2 separate regions of the Mus musculus genome follow, and region 1 is linked to region 2. The links are chromatin contacts, called in public HiChIP or PLAC-seq maps. All regions are on one chromosome and are shown on one strand. Each heading gives the region's core, a stretch centred on a gene start, on an enhancer-like site or on the middle of the called end of the contact. The rest is flanking DNA. Distances are from core to core; before and after follow the strand shown.

What was found. HiChIP or PLAC-seq counts read pairs in DNA pulled down with a chosen protein or histone mark.
Region 1: a contact with region 2 is called in an H3K27ac HiChIP or PLAC-seq map of regulatory T cells, with 15 times the contacts expected there. The contact joins two enhancer-like sites. A contact is called at or near these places in 1 of 15 datasets of contacts at CTCF or cohesin (the NIH/3T3 cell line), 1 of 484 Hi-C or Micro-C datasets (bone marrow-derived macrophages), 10 of 115 datasets of contacts at active chromatin or transcription factors (the NIH/3T3 cell line, SST interneurons, acute myeloid leukemia and 6 more) and 1 of 9 other capture datasets (embryonic stem cells).

The regions. Positions count from the first base shown.
Region 1 is chr13:37,298,837-37,306,126 of GRCm38.p6, forward strand. No RefSeq gene overlaps it. Among named protein-coding and RNA genes, the nearest start is that of Gm40913, 31 kb to the right of the region's middle. Within about 2 kb of position 4,250, at least 22 of the 459 cell types and tissues checked have an H3K27ac peak or open chromatin away from gene starts, as enhancers often do. A contact at or near this core is called in regulatory T cells, where this site is marked.
Region 2 is chr13:36,304,814-36,311,473 of GRCm38.p6, forward strand. All of the region lies in intron 4 of Fars2 (phenylalanine-tRNA synthetase 2 (mitochondrial)), which reads left to right. Among named protein-coding and RNA genes, the nearest start is that of Gm40912, 100 kb to the left of the region's middle. Within about 2 kb of position 4,323, at least 21 of the 459 cell types and tissues checked have an H3K27ac peak or open chromatin away from gene starts, as enhancers often do. A contact at or near this core is called in regulatory T cells, where this site is marked.

The DNA.
Region 1 (7,290 bases), core at 3,000-5,499, 990 kb after region 2:
TCATATTATTGATGAGTTGCTCTGAATAGTTGTGTAAGAGCCCCAGTAGACTTTAGTTGGTAAACTTGATCCTGGGCTGAATTAGATCCTAATTCTAGATCTTTGCTCATTCCTCTTCTCCCAGAGCTACTTTGATCCAGAATCATAGCTGTTGGGCAGTATCTTATGAAGTCACAAAGCCACCAGATGACTAAACAGCTTTAAGACAACAGAGCACGTGCTGGCTGGCTGGCTGGCTGCCATTGCTGAGCTCAGTGCAAGGGAATTTCACCCCAAATGCCCTCACTTCATTATTCCCATCAATACCAGATCTCACTGGGCTCCACAAACATGGTCTCCTTCATTGGTCTTCCATCACTGCTTCCAAGACTGAAAGCTCTTCATATCATAGTCACCACCACCCCCCAAATAAAATTAGAAGTCCGGTTAGTAAATGGCCTTTCACTGAGCTTATGATCCCTCCCTCCAGCAGTCTCCTTTAGGCCTCATATTCTATATCTCCTGTCACCCAGCTCCAATAATAACACTCAAATTCAACAGCCAGAGTTCTCAGGTCTGACAGACCCATTGAGTCCCCAGTGCCTCTTCAAAAGTCATTGTAGCCCAATACCTTAGAATGCATTGTATAAAATACATGAATGGCATGAGTCACCTTCACACCTAAACTTCCAACGTCTATCTCCTCAATAGATATTTGCAATACCAATCATCATCTCTTTAGGTTTTTCGGGCACTCATTTAGGTTTTAGACCCCTGTGTGTGGTCAAAACAGCTGCATTAAAGAGGTAGAGAGGAGGCAGGAGGACTGCCTGCATGAGGGGAAGTGGCTGGCAGGCCGGATGAAGATTATAGGAGATTGGAGAGGGTGAATGTCCAAGGAAAGCACACATCATGAAAGAGGGATGATAAGGTCACCTTCAGGAACTAAGCAAGCCATCAGGAAACCATTAAAAGAACACCTCTCTCCTCTCTGGGGTTGTTCATCAGCTTCATGGATCCTTCATATTCATATCTCCCCACTTACTCTGCATAGAGAGAACCCATATTGCTTCAGCTGTATGTAGGATGCAAAGTAAAAGATGCTAAAAATCACCACTACAACCCAGGACTGCACTGACACAGCTATGCAGTCCAGGCCCGGCATGTGTGTGGTCATAACAGCGGCATTAAAGAGGTAGAGAGAGGAGAAAGCCATTTTAGCCCCCTCGCCCCTCCTTTTTCCTTGACAAAAGCTCCTCTGGCCTAAATTCACTCTAAGTCACTCCAAGATTCAATAGAAACTCAAAGCAAACTGCATGCTAATGGCTTCTCAAAAGTAAACACATTATAATTGAGCCATCTTATTCCTTGGCACATACAGCAGCTGGTCTGACCACACACATGGACTATTATGCCCGGACTCAGTGCCATATTTTCAGAGGGGAAAATGACAAAGTGGACTACACTCAGGAAAGTGTTCCACATGATAAATGGTGGGAGAAATGAGTGCTCTATAATCTTCCTGTGAGGGAGGCAGGAGGGCTGCAGGCATGAGGGGAAGTGGCTGGCAGGTGGGACGAGGATTATAGGAGATTGGAGAGGGGACATTAATCAAGCAAAGAAGCCCATCAAGTGAATGTGAGTGAAAGCACTGTTCGAAGTCCATTTCCTCATTCTCTAAGCGCAGCAGATTGGGGTACACATACATATGGTTTTCAAGGCAGGTACCTACAGCCTCTCTGGTAGGGGAATGGGAAAAGCTTTTCTCCTTGTGAGTTTGTAAATAGAAACCAAAAGCATCAAAACTATATATAGCTTCTCAACACAATTCTTCCTACAAGCTTATTTTAAGAAAATAACCAGAAATGTTTTCGAAGAATGTTACAAATGAACACTTGTCAGAATAATAATTATACTTACAACCTAAAGGATACACTGGGATCTGCAAGATGGTTCAGCCAGTAAAGGCATTTACTGTGCAACCCTGGTGATATGAGTTTGAACACAGAGGTAGAAAGAGAGATCGGACTTCATAATGCTGCCCTCTGACCTTGTATATATGCACACACATGTGCACATACATTATGTACACAGACAATGATAGTAATAACTTAGAAGGGGAGAAACTAACTAAATGCCCAGCAGAAATCTATAAAAGTTTTCTGGTATGGTGTTTGTCATGTTCCTGTCGCTGCAAAAATATCTTGCTCATAGCTTCTGTAAGCTCTTCCACAGTCCCGGCAGTGTTTGCTCAATCTTGCAGGTAAGGAAGTTAAAGAACAAAGATCGGGCAATGGGTAGTCACGCTGGAACACCAGCATGAACACCCAGGATTGCTCTCAGCTCCCAGGTAATGTTTAGCAGTGCTGGAACACCAACATGAGCACCCAGGGCCCCAGGCTCCACATCTGTAATCTCATTAAGTGGATTTAAAAGTTATAGAATGATGACTGTGGTATACTGGGAAGTATAATGCAAAGTTCAAGGACAGTCTTAGCTAATCAGAAGACAGCACTCACAACCTGATGGCCTATCTCAAAAAGAGAAAAGAGAAGAGAAGGACATTCATTAATATTGGTTAGTAAAACGTACTTAATTTGGGTTTTAGAAACTAGGAGTATGCAGTCATTAGGCATCTTCTATTCTCCAGCTTCCCGTGTCGTTTCTGCAATTCACCTCCAGTTCATAGAGATTCGCTCTTCCAACACAGTCAGATGTTGAATAACCAGGAGCTGACTTGCCGTCTCTGGCTAATTTTTACTCTTCTTCAACGGCTATCGCACAGAGGATCGACGGATATAAGATACTACCAAGCAGAACTTTATCTTTATATCCCTTAGAGGAGAAGTATTTTCAAGGAAAAATTTCAGCACTTGGAGCGAGGGAGATGTCTCCGTGAGTGATGACACTTGCTCTACAAACAAGAGAGCCTGAGTTCAAATCCCCAGAACCCACATTAAAACAGGCAGGCAGACTGAACATCCCTGTGACCCCAGCCTTGGGATGTGAAGACAGGGGTATCCTGGAATCTTGCTGGCCAACCAACCCAAATGAAAAATCGAAAGTTAATCATGAGTATTACTTTTTTGTTCTGCCTGGTTTGGGTTGTTCGAGACAGGGTTTCTCAGTGTATGGGTTTTAGCTGCCCTACAACTCCATCTGTAGACCAGGCTGATTTCAAAACTCAAAGAGATCCACCTGCCTCTGCTTCCCAAGTGCTGGGTGGGATTAAAGGTCTGTGCCATCACACCTTGCAGGTATGACTTTTTCTATTCATCTTAGAATAATTGGATGGTAAGTGTAATTTCCTACATATGAAGTCTCAAAACATCATATATCAATCACAGGTTCCTTTTTAAACCAAGTCAAAGCTTTTATCTCTCTTTGATTCTGACTAGTTCATGTGTAGACAGGAATAATAAATCCCTTGCATTTAAAAAATGTTGCCTTTTCTACTTTTGAAAACATTTTCTGGTAACTTTGAACTCATTCGAAAGTACAAACCAAGGTTTGCAACTCTCAGTCTTTCCCAATTTTCCATTAAAAGCAAGCTCAGAAACATAAATAACCAGACCAGGAGTTATTAGAATCTCTTTATGTAAGTACCAAGTAGAAGGAATACATTGATAGAATTTTCCCCAACAAAGCAATACAAAGAAGTTAGCCACATCCACAGGTATATTACTCTGAGTCCTTTTTCACCTCTGATTGAGATCAAGAGTACCATGTCGACTTGGTTAACACCAGGAGCCATTGGCACACTCAGAGGGGCAAAGGACAGAGGGGTTTCCAGTGCTCCAATGGATAGTATGTGTGTTTTGCTCTGATTCATAGAGAACATTGGCTACATGGATCCTGGCCACAGCTGAACTTAATTGCTAAGCGGTGGTAGGAATGCAACAGAAATAGGTTCTTGTACATTAGCTGACTAATCCTTAACCCTCAAATAGTGAGCTGTAGTTTGGAAGCTCTTGGCAGAGGAGGCCCTTCTGACAGTCTTTATGTAATTGTCCTTACCAAAGGCACAGGGCCCTCCTTCATAGCCTCGTGGGTTTTGTGTTTGGTTTTGGCTCTGCTTTGCCGCAAAGGCATCCATTTTGACTGTGACAGTTTCACACGTATTACTGACAGTTGCTGACAGAATACTCACAATTGCTCTCAAACAGGCAAGTCTGATTTATAAAGAGCTGGGAAGGGTTAAGGGTTGTTACCTCATCTCTTTGTGCCTTTGACTCAAGAACGCCTACCAAGGTTTGTGAGTAATCTGATACCATCACGAGGTGTGGGCAGCCTCCCAGTGGAGTCTCCTATCCTCATTGGAACTGTGCAAGCTACAGTTCTGAGTTAGTCGTCACCTTAGATCATATCACCTCCTTTCTCTGTGCTGCTCCAAACCAATTCAGATGTGGAAACAAAAACATCCCCTCATCTTCAGAAAAACACAAAACCCAGAAAGCTAACAGTGAGACCTGTGCTCACACTAGCGATCTGGCTGACTTCATCAGGACCCTGGAGGTTAAGGAACACAAAGACATTTATGGCATCAGTGCAAACTACAGAAACTACACAAGGACAGGTTGGCTCCAAAACATCTTTGATCACATTTTTTCCATTGCTGTTGACTGGTTAAGGCTTTCTGTCTTTCTTCCACCCCTCCACCTTTTCTCTATTCATTCTCTAAATGATGTGTAATTTGGGGGTATAGTATTCAACCATTTTATTGGGTTTTTTTCTTCTGTTAGCCCAATGTGATCTGTTACATTATTTTAAAAAATAAAAACAAAATAGAACCAGTTCCTGATCAGAAGAATGTAGTTATTAAAAATATTTACTTTTGTGCCACTTCCATTTGAGTCATGACCTCTCAGAAGACATTTATTCCAATCTTTTATACTTAGTTGTATGTATGTATATGTGTGTGTGATGTATATGTGTGTGATGGATGTGTGTGACCAAGTGTAGTACAGCACCCATTTGTAGGCAAGAGGACAGTTTAGGACAGTTTTGCAGAACAGGTTCTCTCCTTCTACCTTTAGTAGGCTCAGGGATGGAACTCGGTCACCAGGCTTGTGTGGTAAACCCTATTGTCACTGAGCCATCATGGTTCAGTCTTAGCAAGAGAGAAGCCAGAAGAGGCAGGAACAGCACTGAGGGATGGAGGGAGGGAAATGACCAGCTCTAAGGTCTCATGCCAGTGAGTGGCAAAGTTAGCTAAAAATCTGTTTGTTGCACCATGATGCTATTTGAATCAATCTCAATGGAGCAGGGGGCGAGGGGTTATGTGCTTTCTATTAATTCTACAAATACTAAAACAAATAACCAGTACAAACTACTACTTTGTTAATAGCACTATGAGAGAGTAAGGCATCCATTGAACACTCTTACCCTTTTAATCATCACATGTTTTTGAGCACACAAATATTCCAGGCTGGATAAATGCCTTGTCTGACAGATAGATCCTTTGCATCATGTCCCTAAAATGCCTTCCCTAACATGACTACCAATAACGTCCATTCACTCAAGACTCTTCAAATTTCTGTGCCTCCACCTTACCTCTGTCTACCCTTGTAGATCAAAATGACTTAGTCACCAAGCCAAATTTCTGGCTGATAAGCAAAATCAGTGTTTAATTTTATATTTATTCACTTATTTCTTTATCTGTGTGTATATGTGTTATAGCTCTAATTGTAATATTTTCCAGAGGCTTTTGGTAGTATGCCTTAGTGCAGCCAATGACTGACAGCTGCCTAACAATATTAACTATGAATAGATATTGATGCTCTCAAACATATTGTCTGTACCCACTGAGGCAATCTTAACATTTCCCCTTTGAATTGGAGATGAAAATTACAAAAACAATGTTTCTCCTGAAACCAGTTTTGGCATTCCAGTATGACCCAGTGTGACCACGTTGGTTCACACAGCTAGGTTTGATTTATCAGTATTTACCTTGGTTTGAGTCTTCTAACCAATCCAATTTTAGGGAGATGGTTTATTGGAAGATTTATCCCTGTCTCCTTGACCTTTGATGGCATTTTGCTTTCTGTTTTATATCTATCTTATTAAAGGCACATAAAATTGATTGCACCAGTGTTCATAAATGACCTCATGCAATCTTCACCCAATTTCAGAACCAAGATAGCACTAACTACATGAAATAAATTCCCTCTTCCACTTTTGGGAAGAATTTCTATAATGTATTTATTTCCTCTTTTGATCTATGCAATGATTCAGGCTTAGTTTTCTTAATGGGAAGATCCTAAGCTAGCAATTTTACTTTCTGAGAATGGCTAGAGGGTGCTGCTTTTCCGCGATTTATTTTAGTCAGGTGTTCTGAAGAGCTGTCTTTTGTCTGAATTTTCTGATTATTGGCATATAATTGATCACAGAACTCTTTCCAACTGCACCTCCTTTATCTATGACCTTTTTATTATCAATTGCCTACTTGGGTCATATCTCATTTTAACAGCATAAATGTATTGAGTGCTTTCTGTATTCCTAAGCTCTGAACCAAGCTTTGGCATTGAATGTTATCCCTGCTATGTTTTGCTCATCCTTCTTTTTTTTTTTTTCCTTCTATTTCCTCAAGCTTATTCATATTGCTGCTTTTCTCCCAAAACTTAAGATAGCTTTTAAATTCAGTGATTCTAAACATTTCTCCATATAGTCAATCATTTTTGATTGTAATAATTTCTCCATTTTTCCATATAGTCAATCATATTTTCCTCACACACCCCCCCATTTTGTTTTGTTTTGTTTTGTTTTGTTTTGTTAGCTTTACCCTCAGGTTTAATTAATTGGTATTTTCATTATGATTTTATATTGTCTCTCTGATTATAAAGCTTTGAAGTTTTCCCAGATTGCCTCTAAGTCTAGGGGCATATACAGAACTCCATAAACTCTTGTGATTTCTCATTAAAGTATTTGAATCTCAGTAATACCCATTAGTTGAATTGTTAACTGTTTTCAAACCTTCTCTGCCTTTTATTATGTTTTGTTAGCCAATCCAATACAGGACAGATAATTTAATGAAAGATAGGTTTCTCTTTTTTGTAGTGTTTGGCTTTCTGTGTTTATAACTATTTTATTAGAGGCATATAAATTTATAATTGGTATGATGTGCTGGGGAATAGAATCTTTTAACATTTCCTAGTTACCCTCTATATTAAGCTGTCTTATCTTTTGTTTTCTACACTAGTATCCTGGTTGTCTTGGAATTTGTGGGGTTTTGGGTTGGTTTTGTTTGTTTGTTTTGGCTTGTTCAGTTTGTCTGGTTTATCTTTTATTTTTAATCAATGTCTTGATTGTTGT
Region 2 (6,660 bases), core at 3,073-5,572:
CTCCCCAGAACACACTCTGTAAAATGACTAGCTGCGGAGGTTGTCCTTCTGGGAAGGAAGGTCAGCCAGAGTGGAGAACTTTGTTGTGTTTCCTCCCTCCCTCTCTCCCTCCCTTTCATCACCTTTGTTTTCTACCCACTCAAATAATAAAACCATTTTCCAACTATAGAACCTGGAGGTCACCAGTGTGACTCTGGCTAATCCTTGGGGAAGTCATAGCCACCTTAAATTAGAATGTAGTTTTGTTTTCTTTTTGTTACTTCAGAGGCACAGTCCTGCCAAAGGTAAGATGCAAATTGTCTTTGGCTCCTACCTTCATTTTACCTTCTCTTTTCTGCATCACTGTTAAGACACACACTCTGCTGTCACTCCTCATGGTAAGCCCTCTGCTCCCAGTGGGACCCCGAGAACTCGCTCGCACATGGGCCTTTGAAGTTTTGCCAACTGTTCTCCATGATTAAAAATGAATTGGAAATGGAAGCCTTGCCTGTGTTCTGCAGACACTTCTGGGTTCTAATCAGATAGAATCGTGAAAGGTCATGAACAAAAGGTTCAGGAGACATGCAGAAAAAAAATCGAGGCCTGATCTTCAGACCCTAAGGGAACATGACTTCTTGAGCCTCTGGATTGGCTCCTCTAGATCTGCTCTTTAATTTGGTCAGAGGATTATCAGTTAAATTTTACCCAAAGCTAAGCCAGTACCACTGAAGTGGTAGCTCATAAAGTGCAGGGCTGGCTTGAGCCTCACTAATTATCTTCCCAGCTGATGTAAGCAAGAGCCAGAGGCACATAATAGAAGAATTTGTTCTCTGAGATCTCTATTTAAATTTGCTTTCTGCAGGAATAGGAAATAGATTACAACTTGTAGATCAGCCCTAATTGAGTAGTTGCCTAGAGTCTAGGGTGAGAAGTCTAAGGACCAGCTTAGACTCTTTAGGCTATCACAGTCACTGCGAGGCCATGCCTGAGCAGCCAGCCAGCACTTGAAGGTCTGCCTATGGCAGAAAAACTCACCTTGTTAAAATCATGGGTCAGAAATGGTCATGGTGCCTCATGTCTATAATTCCAGAAGTAAGGCAGGTAGATTACTGAGAGTGTAAGACTGTCCTAGGCTATGTAGCAGGTTTCAGGACAGTCTGGATGACAAATGAGATCCTGTGTCAAAAACAAACAAACAAAGAAACAAACAAAACATCCCATGAAATCACTATGCCCGGGTTATTCACTAAGGACCCCTATGAACATATTCATTTCCTTTCCCGTTGAAGGAAAGGCAGCTTCATACTCAAGTCTTCTGAAATGCTGTGCCCTTCTGTGGTTAATGTGAAACAGAAGATGGGTTTCAGAAGGGCCACTTACACTGAATTATACTTACTGTCTCTGCTTGCAGGAATGATACAAGTCAGCATAAGATAAAGTCAAATGAGACCTTTTGAGAATTTTTTCAGCTTCTAGAATATTTGCCAATATTTGAGAGGGGGGGGGGAATTGGTGAAATTCCTGAATTTTCACTACAAAAGCTGGACATTGTCATAGAGTTAGGTTGCCACAGCAGTTCCAACAGACTGAGCCATGTGGGACACTGTGAATCTATTTCTGAATAGAGTCAGAAAAGCTGTTTCTCTGAGTCTTCCTTTCCTCCTTGGTGTGTAGATGGCACTTGCTTTAGGTGTCCTCATAAATTTTTCCTCTCAATACACTACTGTCCTTATCACTTCTGATATGGTTCAATATAGTGGCTTTCTTTGAATGAATTAGTCCTTTCAAGTCCTATCTTTTAGTGTAGTTAGGTTCTCAGATACTGGTTTTCAAGATACAAGCTTTTAAGAGTAACAGTTAGCATTGATACTTAGTTAATAAGCTCTAATCTTGTAACTCTGAACAATAATGGATGAAAAAGTATCTTCTCGGTATGATATTAAGACTGAAACTCTTCTGTGAAGATTTTAAGAACTCTATATCCTTATTTACAAGCACACGGGCATCATTTAATCATAACACACAGTGGTAACTATGATGGTTAATTTCCGCAGTTATTAGCTTTACTGTAAAAAGCTGGACTGGCCTAATGAAAGACCATCATTTTGATGTTTATTCCAGAGTACCAGAGAAACAGAATGGGCAGGTGTCCAGTGTGCCTACAACTAACTCTGCAGAAGATGGAGCATGTCTGAAGATGGGCTCCTTCGCCAGGCCTGCTGAGATGATGTGTTTGATGTGGGCAGAGGACAAGTTGAGTGGTATCTGAAATGATTGGCTGTAGTGGTTTAAATGTCAGAAATCTGAGTACACAGAACATTGTGTATTTATCTTGTTTAATAATAGAAATCACAGTGTTTCTCCACCACTTCACGCCTTCAGTTCCTGCTTGCATTAGCTATTATCCTAGTAGCAAAAGCTATTAACATGAAAAATGAATGCCAGTTTCATCACTGGGAGTTCTTGCTTCTTACAGTTCCTTAAATATATTTAAAATGTTTTATCAGTGTTCTGATCAAGAGTCAGGGATGTGGGTCATTTGGCTATGCATAGTTCCATTTTAAGTAGAGTTTTCAACATTGTCTCTTTGAAAAATATAATTCCCGAATTTATTTTTTCTACCCTAAATTAGTAATTCATTGACCTTTCTTTATAACAGGAGCTGCAGCGGCTGAAAGCAATTAAGTGTTTTACATTATCGTTCATGGTGAATAAACAAATAGATTTTAGTCCTCTTTCCCTGGGCTGCTGTAATTCAGCAATCGTAGCTAATTACACAGCTCTGGAGCCCTATGAGAGGGATGAATACCACCTCCCCAGTGCTCTGCTCTAGCTGCCTGTGTGTGGCTCTAGGGGATAGGGAGCCTCTCTGGGGTGTTTGGGACTTACATATTTGTTGAGTTAGGCAATTTATGCTACTCAAAGTTTCAGTAAATGGAATCTAGGACAAAGCTTCAAAAAATAGGAAATGATTAATTTTTTTGATATTTTAGAGTTCTAAATTGGAAACATGACTACTGTGATAAAACAGTTGATTCCAGAAGATATGGTTTTCTGAAGGATGGAATTTTCAAGACCTTTATATTTTTTTCTCTTATTCTTTTCTCCAGACCTTTGGCTGTTTGATGCCATTGTTGAGGAGCATGGAGAGAGAGAGTAGAAATGATAAGGTGAATGGCTGAGCCAGCCTCCTGTCCAACAGAGAGGTCTGATGGAGCTTCTTTTACTTAAAGCTGTAGCCTTTAGCTCTTTTTGCTTCTGTGTTTCTCTTCTTGATTTTGGGTTGTTCTCAGGAGGAATTCAGTCATTGCTGTGCCCCTTATGTCAGTACTGATGATTCATGCCAGGCATTCAAGTAGGTGCTGGCAAAGTTGAACCTTTGTTGTGTTAGGTTTATTATTCACATATATTTTTTGTTTGTAGTTTTTGTTGTTTTGCAGAAAGTAGAATTGGCTGTATCTTGGCTGTAATTAAATTCTTCACACTTCCTAAAAGCAGTTATCCCTTTAGGTAAAATCCATATTTAGTTACTCACTGGATTGAGTTCCTGCCCATCACAACAAGATAGCAACTGCATGAAGAGGATGTCAGGACTTCTGAGTTAAGAAGAGGAACCTTCATTTGACTGAAGGAACCCACAGCTAGATGAGCCAGGATGCTCAAAACTGAAACAAGGGTTAGCCTTCCCTTGAAGCCAGGAGCACCAACTTCTTACCAAAGGAAGCTTTGGTGATGTGGGCACTGATGAAACCATGATCAGTTCTCTAACTTGTTTCTGTTAGAGACACTGTGGAGCCCAAGAGATTGGAATCCGTACCTTTTCTCAGGAAGAAGAATTCTAGAAGTAGCAAAAGAGGGAGTATGTCCCATGGAAGAGGACTCCTGTGGGTTTTTCCCCAAGAGTCTCTGGGCTGAAATGTATGCTGTAAACCTTCAGTCCAACAACTTGAGTAGTTACATTGTGGTGAGGACAGAGTCCGAGGGCTTGGGTCTAGTCATTGGTGTATATTTTGAGTAATTGTATCTGTTACTTTGGTCTAGTTCTCTGGGCCTCAGCATTCAGATCCATGTCCCAGGAATTGAGTAAACTGATAGCTAATGTTCCCATACAACAGTGTACCCATTTAAAACCTGCTTTTCTAAGTTGCCTATAGAGTTGTCACTTTTTGTGATGGTTTAAAGTAACTTCGGGATCATTTTCTTCCAGTTTGCTTCCGTTTTGCTTGTTGATGTCATCACATGCAGAAATAGAAAACTGTACAAAACTTGTTCTATGGTCCTGTGTTCCAGAATATCTATCTGATGAGCTCATTCATTGCTCTTTTACTTCTGAAAACTGAATCTGACTCAAATAGTAGTGACGAACTGCTTACACTTTGGGTCTGGCTGTGACCTACATACCCTGCTCCTTTGCTGTTAGGTTTCATTTTCCCTGCTGGATTGGGTTTTTAAACTCCATCTCCTTTCTTATGTATATAAATCAACATGAGGGGCACTCAGAACTGTAGCAGCTGTTAAGTGGTGGTTAGATCCAGCATAGACAGCTGTTCAGAGAGCAGTACTCTTGGGAAGTGTGTTGTCTTACAAAGACATAGTTCTGCCTGAATCTTTGCATCGGGAGTTTTGCCATTTGACATCATTTCAAAAGCTTGGTGTGGATCTGGTCTAAATCATGCCTTCTGACCTCAGGAAACTGTAGTTCTCAAAGTGTGTATGTTGCAGTGAGATATTCTACTCATGAGAACTTCACTTTCCAGCCAGTATGGAGGCTCCTGAAGGATTCATGGGAACACATCATGTCTCAGGGCTGCCTGGGATCTGGCAGAAGCAGAGTGTGAATTAAATGAGACCTGAGAAAGAAGAAAGTATTTCCAGTGGACAACCCATTGGGGAATCAAGGCCAGCAGAGTCTGGAGTAAAAACAGTTCCTCAATGGCTGCTTGCAGCTGAGTAGGCAGTGCTGTGTTCTCTTCTAGCAACACAACTAGATTATAGGTAAGGCTGTGGCCAGGGACAGACTGTCCAACCAGACTAGAGTATGCCAGTCTGATGACAAGCATGGTTTTCGTCAGTTTGGTTGGGATGAGTGAATGCGCTTTCTCATTTCTTTGCTAGCAGCTCTCATTGCTGCCTCAGACTCAGGGTGTCTTAGCATACTGAAGATGGCATCTACCAGTGTTACCGATACTGCTAATGCTATCTTGGTCTCACATGGGTCCGTTTCAGAAGTGTGGAGCAGATTTAGATAATATATAGATATATTAATATATATATGGCTCCTGGTGAGAAGGGTCTGTGCTAGAGCAGTTGATCATTAGAGAGAAGCGCTAAATGGAAACTACTCTGAAAGTCCACAGACAATCGAATAGCAGGGAAATTTGAGTATAGCAATAAATCGTGGGTGTGGTTGTTAGCAATCTAGCATTTTCCACCGAGAGAAGCCAAAAGGCTAACTATATATTTAAAGTCTGGCCCTGTGCTGGATGTGGGTGTTCTGAACATGGCTTTGATCTTTCCAATGCAGGATGACTTGTCCCCAGTTCTGCACATTTGAGTGCACACACACTGCTGGCAAGAATTTCAGATCTTTTAAAAGCAAATTCACAGAAACATCTAACCTCACCAACCTCTTTATGCCACCTGCTTTCTCTGTGAACACAGTCCTTACAGGCTTTCAAAGGCAGAAGCTTCAGAATTTGCCAGTAAAAGGCATGACTCCTAACACATGGATGCCGTGGCTGACAGTAGCAGGTTTTAACTCTGCCATGCCTGCCTCACCTCGCCATTGTTATGTGTGTGATGCCAGCTAACACAGGAAATGGACACACACATTTGTGTGCTCACAACCTACTTGGGGTTGGCAGTATTATCTCTTACATATGGCTAACCTGCCCATGGAAAGGAAGCTCCTCCCTTCTAAGTCTGATGTTTAGCACTTCTTGACTTGTAATGGCTAAAAATGAGTTTGAAGCAAATTCTTTTTCATCTTCTACCAGCTATTAATTTTCAGTACTTTAATTTGTGTTTGAAAAATCAGTTAAAAGTGAAAGTTCCCAGTCAAGAGTAAGTAATTGGTGGGCTAGGATAGAAAGCTAAGGCTCACAATGGTTTTAAGAGACTAGAGAGAGGGCTGATACACTAATTGTTGGTGGTAATGGCTTTTAAGAGAACCATAGAACATAACTGAGGCTTAATTTTCTAATTAATCAGGCTCCTTTCTCAGTGGCCTAGCCTAGCAGTTTGTGACCCCTAGGACGGCAGGTCTGACTGCAGGCAGGGCAGGCATATTTTGATGACATATGGCAAGCAAACCAGAGAGAGAACAGAGTAAGAAAGACCAGGGGAACCACACCCAGGGAGGAGATCGCCAGTCTCCCCTGCAGGGATTCGGAGGCAAGGTTTTTTTGTGTTGTTAACAGTCCAGACATTTATTCATAAATGGTCAGACCTGATGATCTCAAAGTTTGTCTTCCCATGTTTGGGGTCTGCTGAGCAAATAATGATTATTTCCCAGGACTGCAATTTGCAGATATGGGAAATAAACATGATGCTAGCTTTTACAAGAGGAGAGTATATAACTTATTCCTCATTGATACCTTTTAATTATTCTAATATCCCACTCTTCTCCTATATATGATGTATTCCAAAAGAGACTAACTAAATCTTTGTAAATAAAAGCAA